Linked DNA regions of Mus musculus: region 1 is linked to region 2. Evidence: chromatin contacts called from public HiChIP or PLAC-seq data. All regions are on one chromosome and are shown on one strand. The core of a region is the stretch at or near the end of the contact, and the rest is flanking DNA. Distances in the headings are between cores, read along the strand shown.

The links. HiChIP or PLAC-seq counts read pairs in DNA pulled down with a chosen protein or histone mark.
Region 1: an H3K27ac HiChIP or PLAC-seq map of embryonic stem cells shows a contact between it and region 2, with 2.4 times the contacts expected there. The contact joins two enhancer-like sites. A contact is called at or near these places in 1 of 115 datasets of contacts at active chromatin or transcription factors (embryonic stem cells) and 1 of 9 other capture datasets (embryonic stem cells).

Annotation. Positions count from the first base shown.
Region 1 is chr11:26,098,149-26,101,137 of GRCm38.p6, forward strand. All of the region lies in intron 1 of 5730522E02Rik (RIKEN cDNA 5730522E02 gene), which reads right to left. Among named protein-coding and RNA genes, the nearest start is that of Mir6372, 100 kb to the right of the region's middle. Within about 2 kb of position 1,518, at least 8 of the 459 cell types and tissues checked have an H3K27ac peak or open chromatin away from gene starts, as enhancers often do. A contact at or near this core is called in embryonic stem cells, where this site is marked.
Region 2 is chr11:25,472,836-25,475,886 of GRCm38.p6, forward strand. No RefSeq gene overlaps it. Among named protein-coding and RNA genes, the nearest start is that of 4933427E13Rik, 150 kb to the left of the region's middle. Within about 2 kb of position 1,361, at least 2 of the 459 cell types and tissues checked have an H3K27ac peak or open chromatin away from gene starts, as enhancers often do. A contact at or near this core is called in embryonic stem cells, where this site is marked.

The DNA of each region.
Region 1 (2,989 bases), core at 268-2,767, 630 kb after region 2:
CAACACACACACTCACAGTGGTGAGGCTGAGCAGTCAGGCCTAGGCTCCCTCAGGTTAATGCCAACAGAACCACACACACTGCACACCAATCATCAAACAGTGCAAAATAGAGACATAGCTATTTCTTTGAGTCGTTCTTTCCTCTTGAAGTCTCCTATGCTACATAAAACCTGTATTAAATAAATACATATGCTTTTCTCTCCCAAGTCCATGATTCTTTATAGGCACCTCAACCATGAACCTTTGATATGCAAGTTGATTCCACCTGTTCTGTGACCATAATCAGAGGGACATTTATTATTAACATCCAAAAACACTTAATTTTAAAAATACTACCCATTTTAAAGATAAGGTTACTTTTAATATCAGGTATAAGTTTTAACACGATTTTAATTTTGGTTTTTCATTTTGACCATGGATTCTTACTTTTCTTTTTTCTTGTCTTGTCTTGTCTTATCTTTATTCTCTGTGGGTGTCTGCAGAATGAATGTGTGTGTGTGTGTGTGTGTGTGTGTGTGTGTGTGTGTGTGTCTGTGTGTGTGTGCTGTATGAGGGTACAATTTCCTCTGTGTGTGTGTGTGTGTGTGTGTGTGTGTGTGTGTGTTCAAGCGCACGTGCGCCCATGTATAAAAGACTAACTACATTTGGCTTTGTGTGTGTGTGTGTGCACGTGTGTAAGAGGTTACACTTTCCTGGTGGGTGGGTGTGAGAGGCCAGAGATCCACATCAGAGTATGTTACTCAATCATTTCTACATCTTATTCTGAGACAGCATCTCTCTGGACAAAATCTTACCCCATCTGCTAGATGAGCCCTAGGATGTCTATCTGCCTCCTATCCCCACCCATCACTGGCGTTACTGATTCAAATGTGGGGTGCTAAGATCTCAACTTAGGTACTGGAGCTTTCAGATCAAGAACCTTACCACCTGATCCCAGCCAGTTTTCTCTTTGTAGCTGAGGCTAGCCTGGAACTCATCATCCTCCTGTCTCAGTAGCCCATCCCCCCAAGCGCCCAGTCCTGGAATCACAGGAATGTACTACCACACCCAGGGTTATTGTTAACTTTTTGTTCTTTCTAGGCTGTTTTGAAAATGTCTGAAATAAGAACCAGAGAGAGAGAGAGAGAGACCATTATAAAAGCAAAAAACAAAACTAAATTTAATGATGATCAAAATTTTAAAAGAGCATGAGTATATTTAAGGGGCAAAACTTTGCAATTAAGTATTTGGAGCTAAAGGAATTATATTACCTTTCAGTTAGCCAGACAAAGCTGTTAATCAGAGTTGCATAGTCTGGTCCTTTTCTGTTAATGACAATTTTGGAAAATTTAATATCAATTACATTGAAGTTTGTCACAAAGATAACATAAGGTTGCTATAAAACGTATTTATGTAGAGAATTTTGAAGGAATGTGGAGATTGCTAATTGAGCTAAAAGTGAAGAGGCAGTGATTATGTTGAGTGCTGCTTGTTTCATAACTAGCCAAGAGTTAAAAAAAAAAAAAAAAAAAGGCTGCTATGGCAGTGATTAACCTTCAGTCCTTGCAGGGTAGGATCTGGGCTGGACCAGGAAATGGGAAAGATGCACCATAGAGAAAAACAGCAACTCCCTTCTGAAACTTCTTAATCCAAGTAGCCAATTGCTGGTTGTCATTGCATTAATCTAATTATAACTCTCTCCTATTGAATTTAAAAATACATGAAATGAGTGGGGAAAAAATAGCAACGTGTAAAAAATCAAAGGCTTCTCTAGTTAATGCTACATTCAAAGGTAATTACTTAACACAGGCAAAGCCGAACCACACAACCTACAATTCTAGAACTTTCTATAGGCCATTTTTCTTCTCTTTTAAATAAAAGAAATTCCTTTCATTTTGTCAAGAAAACTTTTCTCTACCTCACTACTGCCTGACAAGGGAACAGATGGCAATTTAAGGGGAGAATTTATGAGAGCCACAATCTTAATGTTGCATAAAGGAAAGAAAAAGACTCGCATCAAAACCACTGACAAATGTACTCGCTAATATTAATGCACTCCCCATTCATCCAATATGCTTCCTAATTGCTTTTCTGTACATAATAATGTGGCACCTGCTGCTCAACATTGCAAACGCATCAGGATTTCTCCAAAGTCAAACAGCTCTGCAACTGGCCCTCTCCCAGTGATAAATGTAGACCACTGTATCACGCACAGTTCCTGTCAGTGGCATAATTAAAATTTTATACTTACAGAAAAAGATAGTAAACAATCAGTTCTTAAATGGATTCACAAGAGGAACTCTCGTTACAGCCAACTTCATAATTAGCATGCATCATGTGCTGCTAACATATCCATGACAAGAGGAGGGGAAAATTGGGAACTTGAGTTGTTCCCTTTAATGCTATGTTAAAGTACAAGAAAAATAAAACAGCCTACAGTGACTGTACCACAGCACCATGATTCTTCCCTCAAACTAACACATAATGTCCCCCATATAACTAGTCTATGCTTCCTTAAGTGACGGAACATGAGATTACAGTAGGATGCAGAAAACTTGTATGCTCATCAATCAGTAAAGGCATGACCTCGACTTCCACAGTATTGGGTGGTACAGGAATATAGAAGCTACAGCTTCCTGGCCAAGTGCAGCTTTCAGGTTGTACTGGTAAAACTTGCAAATTGAAAATGGATTTACCTGTTTAAATACTTGAAAGAATAATAGTATTTCATGACAAATGAAAGATGTTATGAAATTCAAATGTGTCTACAAATAAAGTTTTATTGGAACACACTCATGCTCATCCATTTATGCATAGTCTATGGCTAACCTCTTGCTACAAGGGTATAGTTGAGAAGCTACATTACACACCATGCAGCTGGCATAGCTTAAAATATTTATTCTCGGTTTCTGTACAGAAAGAGTTTGCTGACCCCTGATCTATAGCAGTTATAGTCTATAAATCTATGTAACTGGAATGTGTCGTTATTTATATGTGTATGCACACCTA
Region 2 (3,051 bases), core at 111-2,610:
CATAGAATTGTATGTTCCTGTCTTCTAGTGGACAGTTGACTCATGGGATTAAAGATCCAGTAGCAGAACAATTTTATCATTAGCAAATGATGCCATGAAACACAGATAATCGATTGTGGACTTCTGCTCAAAATTGGCTATCAAGTTTCTTGGTGACTGTTTTATTGATGTGAGGAGTCATCATGACCAAGCCAATTTTATAATTGAAAGCATATTTTATTGGGGCTGCCTTGTAGTTTTAGAGGTCTAGTTCATTATCATTATGGTAGAAAGCCTGGCAGCACACATGGCACTGGAGCAGTTGATGAGAGTTATACCCTAGTTCATAGGGATGGAGGAGAACATAAACTGGGCTTAGCTTGGGTTTTTGAAAAACCTCAAATTCCAGCCTCAGTGGCACACTGAATCCAACAAGGACACATCTCCTATTACTAATACTTCCAAATAGTGTCTATGGGAGTCTTTCTTATTCAAACTACCACATTCCATTCCCTAGCTCACAGGTTTATAGTCATGCCATAATTCAAATATGCATTCAATTGAATTTCAAAAGTATCAATAACTATTTACAATCTCAACACATTTAAAGTCCAAAGTATCTCTGAGACAAATATCAATCTCTTAACTGTCTCCTCCTATAAAATCAACCCTCAAAAGCAGATTAGATATTTCCAGCATACAATGGCACATAATCTACATTACATTTCCAAAAGGAGGGAAAGTGAACAAGGAAATACTGGATCAAATTAAGATGAAAAGCCAAATGGGTAAACTCCAAATTCTACATCTCCAGTTCTTATGTCAAAGCACTGTTCAGATCTTCAACTCCTTCCATATTTCTTGCTTGTAATGTACTTCTCTTTTAGTCTGGTTCTATTCTTCATTTGCAGGAGGTATCCCTGGCTAGCCTCCCTCTCCCACCCGTGAAACACTTTCTCCAACTAAGCCACACCTACTTCAACAAGACCTCACCTCCTAATCCTTCTAACTCTTTCAAATAGAGCCACTCCCTTTTAACTAAGCATTCAAATATATGAGTCAATGAAGGACATTGATATTCAAACCACCACATGGAGGGATGGGGTTTTGTCCCCTGCCAACAGCAGTGCTCTGGTAGCGCTAGGCTATCTAGATTGTGATGTTAAAATATTGCAGATAGCCTCAAAGTAGAGAGAAAATATCCATGAATACTTGTGCTTAATTATCTACCTATATTTGTATAGCACCCCATTCTACAATTTAACAGATTAAAACAGCAAATGCCTTTTTTTTTTCTTTTACAGCTTTTTGAAGGACCTTAACTGGATTACTCCATTTTTTTTTAAGCCTATGCTAATTTGAAGGTTAGTATAAAAACAGAGGTTCTACCTTGGCAGTGAGTCACACAAAGTGAAGGTTAGCAACTAGGCCTCTAGGAGCTGTTTGCTAGTAATCTACATTTCTTTCATGGAGATCTTCCTCATAATCCAGCAGTGGGCTTTTGTGTTTCCTGTGATCAAAGATAACAATGTAGACAGAAAGACAGAAATGATTGATTGACTGATATATAGGTAAATAGATTCAGGGATATTAAATAATTTCTGTACAACTTGTACTCCAAAAGTATTTACCATCACTTTTATTTTCCAGATTTGTTGCACATAGCAACTACAATGGGAGTCAACTAGAAAGCTGGTTACTATAGTATCATATTAATTAGGTATGTGTGTAATGACTGTGGAAGCAAAAGTAATGGCATGTGCTGTTGTTGGTTTTCTTAATTAATCATAATCACCTAATGGAGGTGACTATATAATCCCATGCAAATAAGATTGTTGCCTTGTCATATTGACCATAAAACTAAGAAATCCTTTTCCTTTAAAATTATTATTCAATGTGTGTGTTCTGTTTCTTTCTACTTATTCAGATGCCCCTTTCTTACCTCGTTAGCACACACCTATCAAATGATGACTACATAGCCTTGGTTGACTCTTAAGCACACTATAGATGTCCATGCAAAGGACATATGGAATATGAGTTAAAGATCTCTGCCTATTGGAGATCAAGAGAACAAATGAGAAGGGATGGGAACATAACAAAATGTTTCCATAGCCAGAGATAATACTATAAAACTTTTGAATAAAGTGATTTCATTCTGGAAAACTAACTAGATTCAACTGGAGTCTTGATTTCTGACCTCTTCTCCCCTTAATGGACTTTAAACTAATTAATTAGATTTACTCTGAAATCAAAGGTGACATTGCAACATCTCATAATGCTAAATGGCATTAGTGCCAAAGCTAAACAAGATGTTTTTGTTTCTTTTGCGTATTCCTTGGGTAACTTTTAGGTAGTGTAAGAACCAAAATATTGATGTTTATTATTATGTTATTTATTGATGTTATTATGTTATTATGTTTGTTTTGTGTAGAAAAATATGTGGATATTGTCCTTTTCAAAGAGCTCAGTCTGCTGGGTAGTTTTATGTCAACTTGATACAATCTAAAGAAATTTGAAAGGAAGGAGCCATAATTAAAGACACGCCTCCATAAGATTGGACTGTAGGCAATGCTGTGAGGCATTATCTTAACTACTGATTGATGTGGGAGGGTCAAGTTCATTGTGGGTGGTGCTACCCCTGGGCTGGTGGTCCTGGGCTCTACTTGAAAGCAGGCTGAATAAGCCATGGAAAACAAGCCAGTAAGCATCACCCCTCCATGGTCTCTGCATCAGCTCCTGCCTCCAGGTTCCTGCCATGTTTGAGGTCCTGTCCTAGTATCTTTCAATGATGACTATAGAGTGACAGTGTATGCCAAATAAACCCTTTCCCTCCCCAAGAAGGATCAATAGAAAATCTAACTAAGACAGCTCTACAAAATTTAAGTACCACTGTATACTTTTGCAAATAACCAAAGTCTAGATCACTTAGAAAATGACTAAAATTTGGAGCAATGAAAAACATCCTTCATTCCTTATGGGTGTATAAAAGAAGACATATTGATAATTTTCAACTAATATACCTTAGCCATTATAAATCTTAGTATTTAGTCCAAAGACCTGAGGAACTCCATC